Regions from separate parts of the Sus scrofa genome. Here region 2 is linked to region 1. The links are chromatin contacts, called in public HiChIP or PLAC-seq maps. All regions are on one chromosome and are shown on one strand. Each heading gives the region's core, a stretch centred on a gene start, on an enhancer-like site or on the middle of the called end of the contact. The rest is flanking DNA. Distances are from core to core; before and after follow the strand shown. Region 1 holds the start of CENPJ (centromere protein J). Region 2 holds the start of PSPC1 (paraspeckle component 1).

Region 1 (7,216 bases), core at 3,449-5,948:
TTCATATGCACGCATGCACTTGTACATGTGTATAGATCACACATGTATTTAAGAAACAAAGCACCCATGATCCCTCCATCCAGAAACCCTAGTTTTAATATTTTGATATTTCTTTCTGATATTATTTTTTCCTATATAATACTTTATAAATTATCATTATCATTATTATTTTTTACAGCCACACCTGCAGCATGTGGAAGTTTGAGAGCTAGGGGTCAAAATAGAGCCACAGCCTTAGCCGCTCCAGATCTGAGCCACATCTGCAACCAACACCACAGCTCACAGCAATGCCAGATCCTTAATCGCCTGAGCAAGGCCAGGGATCAAATGCGTATCCCCACAGACATGTCAGGTTCTTAATTCACTGAGCTACAATGGAAACTCCCTAAATTATTATTATGAACACTAATTTTAGGAGTTCCCATCGTGGCGCAGTGGAAAAGAATCCGACCAGGAACCATGAGGTTGCAGGTTCGATCCCTGGCCTGGCTCAGTGGGTTAAGGATCTGGCGTTGTGGTGAGCTGTGGTGTAGGTCACAGATGCAGCTCGGATCTGGTGTTGCTGTGGCTCTGGCTCTGATTAGACCCCTAGCCTGGGAACCTCCGTATGGTGCTGGTGCAGCCCTAAAAGGACAAAAGACAAAACAAAACACCCACTATTTTTATGTTTTTATTGTAATCAATTGTTATTTCCAATACATTTTTTCTATTGTAACCCTAAATTATTTTTATAAAATGTTATTTATTAATATTGTTCATTTAGTTTTTTTGTGGCTAGCTTCTCTAACTTTTCATGAGAATTTTCGTGTCACTAAATATTCTTTGAACGTGTTTGCAGTGGCTACATAAGCTATGTGTTACCTAACTCTTCCCCAATCATCAGATATTTGGTTATCTAAAACTGTCCCTTATACATTTGGAGGAAAATGTTTGCACATGTTTTTGCTCAATCTCTGTCACTCTTTCTTGAGAATAGATGCCCAGAAATGAAATTACTGGATTAAACACTCTAGTTTTTGTTTGTTTGTTTCTGTTTAGGGCTGCGTCCAGGGCATATGGAAGTTCCCAGGCTAGGGGTGGAAAAGACACCAGTCGGGTTCTTAACCCGCTGAGCCACAGCAGGAACTCCCAACACTACAGGTTTTTTCAAAGCCTTTTTTTTTTCCCCCTGTGGTAAAATACATAACATAAAATTTACCTTTTTAATCACTTTTAAGTGTACAGCTCAATGGCATTAAGTACGTTCACACGGTTGTGGAGCCAGAGTAGAAAGGTTTTAAGCATAAATCCCGGGCCGTTCTTAGCAGTTGAGGCCGCGAGAGCAGGAAAGACAGTGTTAATAAGTTCTGTGAAGCCTCACGTGGGCCCTGACTGCTGTCTGCCCGCAGCCCCCGACCGGCGGCAGACGGAGCCGCAGTCTCTCCTCCTCTCAAAGCCTTGCCTACTCAGGTCAGCTTCCTCTTGCTCCGCGGGAGCTCGCTCTGCCCGGCGCGCTCCGCGCCTCCCACCTGCAGGCCTGGTTCCGCGGGGACACAGGCAACTCCCTGCGCGCCCCTCACAGTCGCGGCCTTTCCCCCAGAACCGCTGGTGCACTTGGGAGCAGGCGGCTCCGGCCTCCAATCCCGCGTCTCTACCAGAGGCATTTCCTCCGCTGGGAGAGTCTCAGGGTCTCCCCACCCAGAAAGCCCCCCGGCTCGGTTCCGGCCCTGCTTTGCCCTCCCACCGGCGCCCCAGCGTGCGCTCCCTGTAACCATGCAACTTTATCAGTAGCTGCGGGGGGCGGGGGAAATCCTGAGTCGGGGGCTGTGCCTTCTTTATCTTCCTGTCTCTAGAATCTGGACCACTTTTGGTACACAGTTGGCATTCAACAAATGCTTGCTGGCTAAAAACCCTTTCAAGCATCCATTAAAGTCTAGGATTCTAAAAACAGCCTTCTGACACCATTTGCATATCTGGGCTCAAATGGAAGTAATACAGAACCTCCCTAAACCCCTGAAAAAAGCAAAGGCCACCTACTCTGGTATTTCTGCTACCCTCGGGGCATATTGTAGGTCTAAACACACAGACCGGGCCTAATCTGTGCTTGCTGAGTAAATGCTCTAGTCAAATACGAGGAAAGAATCTGCGATGCACGCATTCTGGCTGACCTTCCCCTTTGTTTTAACACCACGCGTGAACGGTTTTTACGTTTATGTCAATTTGTAATCCAGCATCCAAAGGTCGCGCGTTTTTCTCGAAGCTATTTCCTACCCTTCCCTACGTGAGTCTTTAGGACATTCGCGGGCATTGTTTACTCATCTCCAGGTTTTCAACTTTGGCCCCAACACGCACCTTCCATATTTTCGTCACCGTGTTCCTGGTTACTCCCGAGGTCAGATTACAGTCCCCGATTATAAATCAAAATACCGCATTTTGCAACTATCTTTCTCTGAAACCTAACTTTCGGAAGAAAGGCTGTTACCATATCGGAAACAAGAAACAGATTTTACCACACCTGCTCATTTTCGCGAGCTCGGGACGCGTCAGGGAACCCGGGTGCCGCAGGGGTCCTAACCCCCGTGGGAGGACGACCCGCACGAGGACGCGCCCACGTCCCCGCAGGAGCGCGCGGGGGGCGCTGCGGACACGGCGGCTGGGGCACGCGGGGAGCGGCGTGGGGATTGGGGGTCAAAGGCGGCGGGCGGGGCGCGGCGGCGGGGGCGCGGGCGGCGAGAGGGGCTGGGGGCTCCTCCTGCCCGGGGCGCCTCGAGGCCCTCGGCCGCCGTGAGGATCTCAGCGCAGAGCCCGGTCCCTCTGCGGACAGTCTGCGCGGCCGCCTCCCGGCAGCTCCACCCGGCCGCTCGGCGGGGCCGGCTCAGCCCGACAGGTCGGTCACCCAGCGGCGCCCACGCACCTGCCAGAGGATCCGTCCCGCTCCGGGCTCTCCCGGCGCTGAACACGGGCGCTCCTGGCTCTGGCTTCTCGGGCTCCGGGGTCCGGCGTCTCCGGCGCTGACCTCGGGCGCTGCCCGCCCCGATGCTTCCGCTTTCCCGGCGCTCCCGGCTCCGGGTTCCCGGGTTCCGGGCGCCGCCCTGGGCGGGCCCAGCCCCGCACCGCCCGCTCCGAGCTCCCGGCGCGCGTGGCGGGGCTGCGCGGGCTTCTCTTCCTGGATCGGCCCCGGGGCTCAGGACGTCCAACGCTCCGCCTTGCAGGCGGGATTTGGCCAACGAGGGGGACTCCAAAGTTGGAGTTTGAGAAAAGTGGATGGATGGTGCTGACATTTATCTGAGGAATGAAGGGTAATTTTCGCGAGCGGGAAAGAAGCCAATTTCGAGAGATGCTGGGATCAGGGCAGGAGGGGTAAGATCATGATTTTAGGTGAGGACTTTCAGAGCTTGAGGTTCGCGGTAGCGTTTCTAAGGAGTTAGAAGTACGTATCCGTCATTGCAGAGAAGACGGGCAGGAGATTCACCGAGTCGGAGGTCGAGTAATGGGAAATACCAAAATTCTCCAAACGGTGAATAAAATGGGAATAAAAAAGGTGTAGAAAGGATATGGATTCGAATCCTGACGCTACTCTTTAATTCCCAGGGGATTGGGACAAGGTACTTTACTAAAGCCCCCATTTCATCATCGCTCCCTACCTTATAGGGTTGCGCGAATCAGCTTAAGTAACGTCAGCAAAAATAGTACAGGGTCTGTCCCTCCCCGCAAACATTCTAAAAAATTGACACAAACTGTCAGAAACTACCTTATCAGAATTTGGGAGATAGTCAAATGTTTACGGTAAACAAGCAGATGTAAATGGTTGTAGACGCTGGGCCCTGGGCTCCTTCGTCAGTAAAAACTGAGGAGGCCAGACAAATCCAGGCAAGGCGTTTCTGGGACTTGGGCTGCAGCGGGAAGGATGGAAGACGGGTACCAGTGCCTTTGCTCGCGCCGGGAGGAGGGGTGAGCTGGTTCCTTCCCGGGAGCGAGCGCGGGGCAGGGCAGTGGGTGTGGCAGGAGGCGGAGCCTAGGCGGTCTGGCCAACCCCTTGGTAGTGCCCGGGGCAGAGGTCACCTGCAGACGCTGAAATGATCCTTTGTATCTTGCTCTTCGTAATGACCCCAGCTGTGTATGCATCCAAGTATTGTTACTTTCTTTGTAGTTCTGTCGCTCAGGGAGGTATTTGTCCGCATGCATGTAAGCACTCCTACAGGGTCCCAGGTCCCAGCCCCTGCCTCTCACATCCAGAGAAAGGCCCTGAAACAAGGTAGGAGATTTTTATGGTATTTTAACTTCTTGACCTAAAACAATAAAACAGCCAGTGATTTTACCAATAAAATAGGGTGAACAGCAAAGAATTGCTCTAAAGAGCATGCAATCTGGGAGCACCCTGCGTTGGGTTGTCAACCCACTGAGCCACAACAGGAACTTTTTTTTTTTGTCTTTTTGTCTTTTTGTTGTTGTTGTTGTTGCTATTTCTTGGGCCGCTCCCGCGGCATATGGAGGTTCCCAGGCTAGGGATTGAATTGGAGCTGTAGCCACCGGCCTACGCCAGAGGCACAGCAACGCAGGATCCGAGCCGCGTCTGCAACCTACACCACAGCTCACGGCAACGCTGGATCCTTAACCCACTGAGCAAGGCAGGGACCGAACCCGCAACCTCATGGTTCCTAGTCGGATTCGTTAACCACTGCGCCACGACAGGAACTCCTTTTTTTTTTTTTTTTTAGGCTGTCTTTAGGCATGAACATTGTTAGAAACTTTCTTTCTCTTTGCTTTTCAAGACCACACTAGTGGCATATGGATGCTCCAAGGCCAGGGGTCTAAACAGACCCACAGATTCCAGCCTACGCCACAGCAACGCCAGATCTGAGCCACCTCTGCGACCTACACCACAGCTCACGGCAATGCTGGATCCTTAGCCCACACGTGAGGCCAGGGATCGAACCTACAACCTCATGGTTCCTAGTTGGATTCGTTTCCATTGCGCCATGAAGGGAACTCCAGAAACTTTCCTCCCGAGGTGAAATTCTATAAATCTGAGGCTTGGGGCCTTGGTGAGGAACTCTCTTTCCCACAGGTAAAGTGGGCTGTGGCTTTCTTGCCTTTGCTTAGAGCCAGGTACTTGCATCTCCACGCATACCTGCCTACCCTGCTAGAGTCACCCTTTCTAACCCAGGCGACTTCAACTTGGGGGGGTCCTTCCTCAGCCTGGCCTGCAGTTCCGTCCTTTCTGGAAAAAGCTGCTACCACAACCACTAGCTGAGCCATGAAAAGTTCTCAACTCTGAAAATTTCATACCAGATTGATACTGAACCCAGTTTTGCTGGGCTTGCCACGTGACAGCCCAGTACAATCGGAGTCAAGTTGTTGAGCCTCTGGATCGAACCTGCGTCCTCATGGATACTAGTCAGGTTCCTTAACCACTGAGCCACAACGGGAACTCCAATATATAGCTTTTTGTATGTCAACCATACCTTAGTCAAGTGGTTTTCAAAAAATGTAACCAAGGAGTTCTCTTGTGGGACAGCGGGTTTGGGATCCAGCATTGTGGTGGGGGTTTGATTCCCGGCCTGGTGCAGTGGGTTAAGGATCTGGTGTTGCTGCAGCTGTGGTGAAGGTCGCCGCTGTGGCTGGGATTCAGTCCCTGGCCTGGGAACTTCCATATGCCATGGGTGCAGCCAAACAATTAAAATTAAGACTCTTCCTCATTCAATTTTTACCACATGGTGGGTGCCAAGTTTTTACATATATTCTGTTTAATTTAATATTCTTGTCACTCCTAGGACATAGTTGTCCCCTGCTATCCATGGGGGCCTGGTTCCAGAACTCCTGGACAGCAAAGTCCTTGGGATGAGGGTGGAGCGGGAGAGTTGCACAGGTAGTGGCGGAAGTCCCTTCAGGAACTACAGGCAGACAGGGAGACCCGGGGGACTTTGGGAGATCACTCTACGTCAACAACTGCCCAAGAATGCCATCAGAACGAGGCAGGCTTGCTCGATTCGTGGAGAGCCTGAGATGTGCTTCAGGCCATTGGATGGGAGATGGGGTGAGACAGGCATTCAAGTTCAGACCAAGGGCAGGAGGTTAAGGACCACCCTTCTGCTGATTTGAATAAGCACCCTGACAGTCCTAATTTGACCTTAGAGGGTCAAATACTCTCTTACTGGATACGAAGTTGGAGCTACTACTGGAAGAAAGAGGAAGAGGCGGTCTTTTCCCACCCCCACTGCCCTTGGATTATAAAACTGCAGCCCATTGAATCCTCAGGGCAGAGCCTCCTTGCTGCCCACTTGCATCTCTCACAAGCATCCTATCTTAACAAATCTATTTCTTGCCCATCACTTTGTCTCTCACTGAATTCCTTGGCGCTGAGACACAACGAACCTGAACTTCAGGAAGTCCAGACACAGGGTAAGTGATTCTAATTTAAAAACTGTGGATTCAAGTACCAATCCGGGTTCTGACAGGACTCGAGTCCCGGCACACGGTTTCTAGAACCCATCCTGGCACATGGGTTCTAAGTTCAAGTCACAAGTGCTGTCAGTGTCACTTGGATGCTCAAGTCCCTCCTATAAAATGGTATATAATTTGCTTATAACCTACTCATAGCCTCCTTATACTTTAAATCATCTCTAGATTACTTCGCATACCTAATAAAATGTAAATACCATGTAAATAATTGTAAAAACTATATAAAAAATTCTGAGTGCACAGCAAATTCAAGTTCCGCTTTTTGGAAATTCTGTAACTTTTTCCCCCTGAACTGTCCATCCTCCTTTGGTTGAATGTGAAGATGTGGAACCTGTGGATAGGGAGGCGTGATTGTATTATTATTATTCCCATTTTGCAGATGAGAACAGTTCCTGAGAGGCTGCTGCCAAAGAATGCAAAGCTCTTTGTGAGGCATCCAGGTGGGATTTGATCCAGAGCCTGCCTGTCTCCAGAGCATGGGCCCTGAATTATGATGTCATAGAGCTTTCCTGCTTCCTATGATGGCATAGAGGATTATATCAGGATGCATAATCTGGGGCTGTATGGGAGCTCCTAGTCTGATTTTTCTCTACAGCAATACTTGAAGATACAACAAGGACAGGAGCAGCTGATGAGGCTGGACTGTTCATTGTCCGGCAGTTCCTCCCTCCACCCCTTCTACCTTGTAATGGATTTTGAGAAGCCTTCCGGCTCACTGGGCAGTTGTGAGCATTACCTAGGCTACAGGTGAACATTTATATAATCTTAATTTAAT
Region 2 (7,216 bases), core at 1,296-3,795, 210 kb before region 1:
AGATGTCTCAGAGTGGCTGGAGGGGAGAAGGCGTTTTGTGCCACCAAGTGGAACAGACCCAGGCTGGCTTCACTGGCTGGGGACGGGGCAGCCAGCCCATGCACGACTGGATAAACTGGTACCAGGATCAAGGCTCTGGAGTAAAGCAAAGGCTTGATGCAAAAATAAAGTCAAGAAAAATTACTAGGGGCTGAAGTCTTACCTGAAACGTGTGGTCAAATTTTTCAAGACTGATCGGGTCAGAAAGTTATTACAGCGGGATAGAGAGAGGATAAAAAGAGGAACGGGGAGAGAGAATTTACATTGGCATGAGCTTTTTGGAGCTGGCGTTTTTGTTGAAGTGGAGAAATGACCTCCAAATTGGAAGGCATCACAAGGGAATGTCATTTCCAGGCCTGGTGACATGTGGGGTGAAGGAAAGAAACACACCCACTTTCCTCTACTGGCTGTGGGAGCAGTCTTCAGAGGAAAACCATATTCCAGTTAAAGCAGGAAAGTGGAAAGTGTTCAGTGAAAAAATTAAAAATGGGGATTTTTCTGAAGACAGAGTGAGTTTCCAAGGCTTTGGGGCAGCGGAAAGGGGTGGGGAATTGGGTCAGATTGATGAATTTACAGAGCTGTACAGGGATCAGAATCTGGGTGTAACTGAGGTAAATGAGGATTCTTCCTTGTGTTTCATTTTTAGTTGGTTTTTTTTTTTTTTTTTTTTTTTGCTTCTTTAGGGCCAAACTTAGGGCATATGGAAGTTCCCAGGGTGGGGGTCAAATCAGAGCTGTAGCCCGCACCACAGCTACAGCAACTTGGGATCCCAGCAGCAGCATCTTCGACCTACACCATAGCTCACGCCAACGCTGGATCCTTTCCCCACTGAGTGAGGCCAGGGATTGAACCCACATCCTCATGGACACTAGCTGGGTTTGTAACCCACAGAGCCACAATGCAAACTCCCTCATTTTTATGCTTTTGGATAGTTGAAATCATTTGTTTAAGCTGTAATTTTCTTTTTTGGCCATTATCTGCAGCATGTGTTAGTTCCCAGGCCAGGGATGGAACCAGAGCCATAGCTATGACAATGCTGGACCCTTAAACCACTGCGTCACAAGGGTACTCCATAAACTAATTTAAATACAGTAACACTGACCACTTTAGTATGCCATTCTGCCTATTTTGACAAATTCATGCGATTTTGTAGCTGTCACCACAATCAAGATGTACTTCTATTTTTCCAGACATTTTGCTGTATCCCTACTCGATAACCCCTCCCTACCTTCCAGTTCCTAGCAAGCACTGAACTGTATTCCTTAGCCATAGAATGTCATCTATTCAGAATGTAGCCTTTGAGTCACATTGATGTTTCTACCAGTCATTTATTCCTCTTTATTGCTGAGTATATTCTGCTTTATGAATGTACTACTGTTAATCTCTTCACCAGTTGGATATTAGGGTTGATTCAGTTTTTGTTGATTACAGTATAATTTATAAAGCCCCTATAAAATTTGCATATAGGTTTTTGTGTGAACACAAGTTTTCATTTCACTTGGATATAAGCAGCATTAGGATTGCCGTTTTACTTTTTTTTTTTTTTTTCTTTTCTTTTTTTAGGGCCACACCTCTGGCATTTGGAAGTTCTCACACTAGGTGCTACAGCTGCTGGACTACGCCCCAGCCACAGCAACATGCCAGATCTGAGCCGCGTCTGCAACCTACACCACAGCTCACTGTAACACCAATTCTTAACCCACTGAGCAAGGCCGGGGATCGAACCGTAACCTCATGGTTCCTAGTCAGATTCGTTTCCATTGCACCAGGAGGGGAACTGCAGGATTGCTGTTTTAAAGTAAAACATTTGTGGGTTATGAACCTGACTAGTATCCATGAGGATGCGGGTTTGATCCCTGGCCTCGCTCAGTGGGTTAAGGATCCAGTGTTGCCGGGATCTGTGGTGTAGATCGCAGATGCAGCTCAGATCTGGTGTTGCTGTGGCTGTGCTGTAGGCCAGTGGCTACAGCTCCAATTTAGCACCTAACCTGGGAACTTCCATATGCTGTCGGTGCCGCCCTAAAACAAAAAACCAAAAAACCACACCGTGATTATTTTATGGAATTGGATTTTTCATCGGGAAATACAATAAAAACCTTGCTCTTGAAAAAGGTAGAAATGCTGTTTTGTTTCAACTATTATTGGGAGATAGCTCATTATTTAATGCTATGTATTAAATCCGCAAGTTTTCACTTTCATGCCATTGCTGAAAACTGGGGTGGACATTTGGGCAACTATGGATGTCCCCAACACCTTTGCACTTTCACACATTGCTGCAATGCCGAACAAACTTCCCCGTAGTTACAAGGAACATCACGCTTATCTGGGGAGGGGGAGGGGTAGGCTGGAACCGGGGACCGCGTTAAGCAGTGCGCATGCGCGCGCCCCAGGGCGCCATTGGCTCTGCAGTGCGCGGGCGCGCCGACTCCCGGCTCCAGCGCGGCCTCGGCCGAGGGGCGGGGCTGACTTGGCGTCTCTGCCTCCGGCTCGGCGGCGGCGGCGCCATCTTGGGCGTGCGGCCGGGTGTGCGGCTGGCGGTTGGCGTCCGCGACCGTGTCCTTCCCGACCCCGACTCCGTGGGCGGACGCTCACTGCGGAACGAGCTGTAGGGCTGGGTCCGGAGGGCGCGCGCTGAGATGATGCTGAGAGGAAACCTGAAGCAAGTGCGCATCGAGAAGAACCCGGCGCGCCTCCGTGCCCTAGAGTCGGCGGCCGGCGAGGGCGAGCCGGCGGCCATGGCGCTCGCGCTGCCCGGGGAGCCGCCCGCGCCCGCGCCCGCCGCGCCCGCCGAGGACCGGCCGGCCGAGGAGGGCGGCTTCACCATCGACATCAAGAGCTTCCTCAAGCCGGGCGAGAAGACGTACACGCAGCGCTGCCGCCTCTTCGTGGGGAACCTGCCGACGGACATCACCGAGGACGACTTCAAGCGGCTGTTCGAGCGCTACGGCGAGCCCAGCGAGGTCTTCATCAACCGCGACCGCGGCTTCGGCTTCATCCGCCTGGTGAGGGCCGCGGGCGGGCGGCGGGCCGCGCCTCCCCTCCGCGTCTCCCTCCCTCGGCCTCTCGGCTCCCTCCTCCTCGCCCCCCCGCCCCGCCCGGCCGCCCCTCGTCTTCCCTCTCCCGGCCCTCGTGCCCCCGCCTGGTCTGCCTCCCCTCCGTCACCCCACTCCGCCGGGCCCGGCCGCCTGTCCTCGCGCGGCGCGGGCTGCTACTTTCTGTGTCGCTCGCGCATTGTGCGCTGGAGGAGCACGCTTCACCCCTTGTCAAATAAAGCGGCAAGTTCGCTAGTACCGTGCACACATCGTGCCTCCCTAATGTTAAAAAAACAAAAGTGCCGTTTTATACTTCCAGGACAGAGTACCTGTTTTATTACGTTTTCCTCTGCGCTTTGAGAATTTCCTCGATGTCGTTTATACGGCGTCATCGTAATTGGTATTTACATGCTGGATTCCCCCCCCCAACAAATTATCTTTATAAAAGGGGGACAGTTTTAGGTAAATAAATGGCTTTCCGTTTTTTGTTTTTTTAATCACCGGGTATAGAGTTATTTATTGTTTAGCATGGTCCTGTTCTAGAGTTTTGTACCTTTGCATGGTTTTTGTTTTTACCGGGATAGGCTTGAGTTCCGCCGGTGTTGTGGTTTGATCCTCAAATGTTCATTTCCGATTGTGGAAGCTTTTCTTTGTAGAACTTAAACTCTTCTTTCGATGAGTGGACAAGGCAAAATTCTAATACGTAGAGAAACATAATCAAATGAGACCGTTTTTAGGTAGAACATTTGAAGACCTAGAAATTCCTTAAAATTGGTGTATAATAATCGACCTTTTGAACATAAGTTTTAAGTACGTTTCACTAACATGTTTTTGTTTTGTGGGTTTTCTTTTGTTGCTTGTTTTTTTCCATTTTTGGCCTCCCTTTGGCAAAAATGGAGTTCCTCAGCCAGGGATCAGATTCAAGCCACAGCAACGCTGGATCCTTAACCAACTGTACCTGATGGGGGTCAAACCCACAACGTCCCATTGCTCCCAAGCCAGTGCTGATCCTTTGGTGCCCCAGCGAGAACTCCCATTTAACTATGTTTTGGATGTTAGCGAACAGCCTGTCACTTGATAAAATTATTATTATTATTATTTTTTTTTTTTTTGGCTTTTTGCTATTTCTTTGGGCCGCTCCCACGGCATATGGAGGTTCCCAGGCTAGGGGTTGAATCGGAGCTGTAGTCTCCGGCCTACACCAGAGCCGCAGCAACGCGGGATCCAAGCTGCGTCTGCAACCTACACCACAGCTCACGGCCACGCCAGATTGTTAACCCACTGAGCAAGGGCAGGGACCGAACCCGCAACCTCATGGTTCCTAGTCGGATTCGTTAACCACTGCGCTACGACGGGAACTCCTAAAATTATTTTTAATATAAATCTAAAACTTACCTTAAAGGGAGTTAGGGAGTTACTTGGTGGCTCAGTGGGTTAAGAATCTGGTGTTGTCGGAGTTCCCTTAGTGGCACAGTGGTTAACGAATCCGACTAGGAACCATGAGGTTGCAGGTTCGGTCCCTGGTCTTGCTCAGTGGGTTAGGGATCCGGCGTTGCTGTGAGCTGTGGTATAGGTTGCAGATGCGGCTCAGATCTGGAGTTGCTGTGGCTGTCGGCTAGAGCTCCAATTAGACCCCTAGCCTGGGAACCTCCATATGCCGCAGGAGCGGCCCTAGAAAAGGCAAAAAGACAAAAAAAAAAAAATCTGGAGTTGTCGACTGATGTGGTGAGGGTTTGTTCCCTGGCCTGGGAACTTACGCATTATATAGGTTTGGCCAAAATAAATAAGTGAGAATAAACAAAGTTAGGTTTTTATAATAAAGTATTATAGGCAACTTTTAGTGAATTTTCCAAAGTGTTATTTAACATTTTCACAATTTTTAGTCTCTGGCACCATCTTGGTCTCTTCTGAAGTTGACATTCTGGAGAAAGAATGGTAGGGCAGCATTTCCCTGTTTGGAAGCCTTACACTTAAAAATAAGCCAATAAACATTCTTTTGACATGGAAAAGTTTTTCCTTCTTATCTAAAAATCCTTCCTTTAGCGTTTCTGCCCTGTCCAGTATAATAGCCACTAGCCATACCAGAGTCCCTTGAAATATGGCTGTTGTATTGTCCAAGGAGTTGAGTTTTAAATTTTATTTATTCTAATTCAGTAGCCAGTAGTGGTTTGTGGCTGCTGTATTGCACAACATGGGCCCTCGATTTTCTTTTCTTTTCGGCTTCCCCGCTGCATATGGAATTCTGGGCCAGGGATCAGATCTGAGCCATTATTGGTGATCTTCGCCACTGCAGCTATGACAGTGCTGGATCCCTAACCCACTTTGCCCGGCTGGGGATCAGACCTGTGTCCCTTTGCTCCAGAGATGTTGCTGATCCCCTTGGGCCACAGTGGGAACTTCTCCTTGCTTCAAGTTTGTTTCCGGTGGGCTTGTGAAATGGGGTGAAAAGGGCTGCTGTCTTCTTTGGGATATTCTCAAGACCCATGGTCCTGAATTTTTGTGTAGGAAAGTTAAAAATTTGTCTTTTGGAAATTAAAATTTCGTTTATGAGGTTTGACTTAATGGATACTTGAGAGTTTATTTAACCTGAACTCTGTTTCACAGGTAAATTTAAAAGCTCTAAATAGTTAAGTGTGTGTGTGTTTTCCCCTTTATTTAGGAAAGTCATATAGTGCATAACAGAACTGAATGTAAGTAATAGTGTGGCTGTAGGGTACAGTAGTGCCATAGTGGCTCTAAAGTAGTGGTGTAATTTATCTCGTTTGTGTTTTTAGGAATACTTTTCACTTGTTCAGTAATTAATGTTTAAAATAAAAATAAAATTTCTTAGACATCTATTTCCAGTTAATTGTAGTTTTCCAGTTAGTTGACGAATTCTGAGACATTTTTGAGATGGTAAAGAATCAGCATTCCTGTAATGGTGAGAAAAAGAATTTAGGTGGCAGCTACTTGCGAACGAAGTTCTAACACATAGTGTGAGTACGTGATACATTAAAGATGAGTCTGGGTATTTTGTACACATTTTGTGGAATTTTAAACTCAGATACTGTTTTTTAGGTTTTGGATGGCTACCAGCAATTTAGATTAAGTAAATTAACTGAAAGGTTGTAGGACACTTAATTTTTTCGGCTGTGCCCATGGCATGTGGAAGTTCCCAGGCCATAGGTCTGGAAACTTTCGTCTGGAAACTCTTTGCAGTGGTGATGCCCCTTAATCTGATGTGCCACAGGGGAGCGCCTGTGGCGCATTATTAAAGTGAGTTTATTTATTTATTTATTTTGAATTTTTTTGGGCCGCACTCATGGCATATGGAGGTTCCCAGGCTAGGGGTGGAATTGGAGCTCTAGCTGCCAACCTACGCCACAGCCAAAGCCATGCCAGATCCGAACCACGTCTTTGACCTACACCACAGCTCATGGCAATGCTGGAATCTTAACCCTCTGAACAAGGCCAGGGATTGAACCCGAGTCCTCATGGATGCTAGTCAGATTTGTTTCCACTGAACCATGACGGAACTCCCCTAAAGTGAGTTTAATATAGTTAAAACAGTCAGTAGTTTGATCAGTATTTGGTTTCTGCTTTTATTTTCCCCTGCTTTTAGCTTTAGTAAACCGATTTCTGCAGCAGTGATTCACGGAAGAGTGGTCCCTGTCTAGTAGCTTTACATCTCTTCTAAGTATAAGCAGAAGGCTACTTACATTTTTTGTTTTACCATTCATGCTAACCCTATACCATTTCAGAAATTGTCTCACTTTATCAGTTAACTGGAATTCATTAGAAATGCAGCTTCTAGGCCCTCATCCTTGATCTTCTGGATCAGAAAATTTGAAGTTGGGGCCCAGCAGTTCCGGGATTTAACCAGCCCTCCATGTTGTTGTGGTACTTGCTAAAGTTTGAGAACCATTATCACTTTGGGGGGAGGGGCACACTCCCTGCACCACATGTCAGGGATTGAACCTGTGCCACAGCAACAACCTGAACCACAGTTGTGGCAGTGTGGGATCCTTTAACCACTAGGCCACCAGGGAACTCCTGCTCATACTTAATTATATATATTGTGTAAGTATAAATTAACTATACTTAATTTCTGCAGTGGGGAATTCTAACCATTCGTAAACAATGAGAGAAAACATCGCATACTTTGG

Evidence for each region. HiChIP or PLAC-seq counts read pairs in DNA pulled down with a chosen protein or histone mark.
Region 2: an H3K27ac HiChIP or PLAC-seq map of alveolar macrophages shows a contact between it and region 1. The contact joins the promoter of PSPC1 here to the promoter of CENPJ in region 1. A contact is called at or near these places in 1 of 5 promoter capture datasets (fetal skeletal muscle) and 1 of 2 datasets of contacts at active chromatin or transcription factors (alveolar macrophages).

Annotation. Positions count from the first base shown.
Region 1 is chr11:355,402-362,617 of Sscrofa11.1, reverse strand. CENPJ (centromere protein J) reads left to right here and starts at 4,698. Exons shown (of 18, transcript XM_021065416.1): 1 at 4,698-6,381; 2 at 7,037-7,188. PARP4 (poly [ADP-ribose] polymerase 4) reads right to left here and starts at 3,115. Exons shown (of 31, transcript XM_021066005.1): 1 at 2,894-3,115.
Region 2 is chr11:567,419-574,634 of Sscrofa11.1, reverse strand. PSPC1 (paraspeckle component 1) reads left to right here and starts at 2,545. Exons shown (of 9, transcript XR_002336589.1): 1 at 2,545-3,041.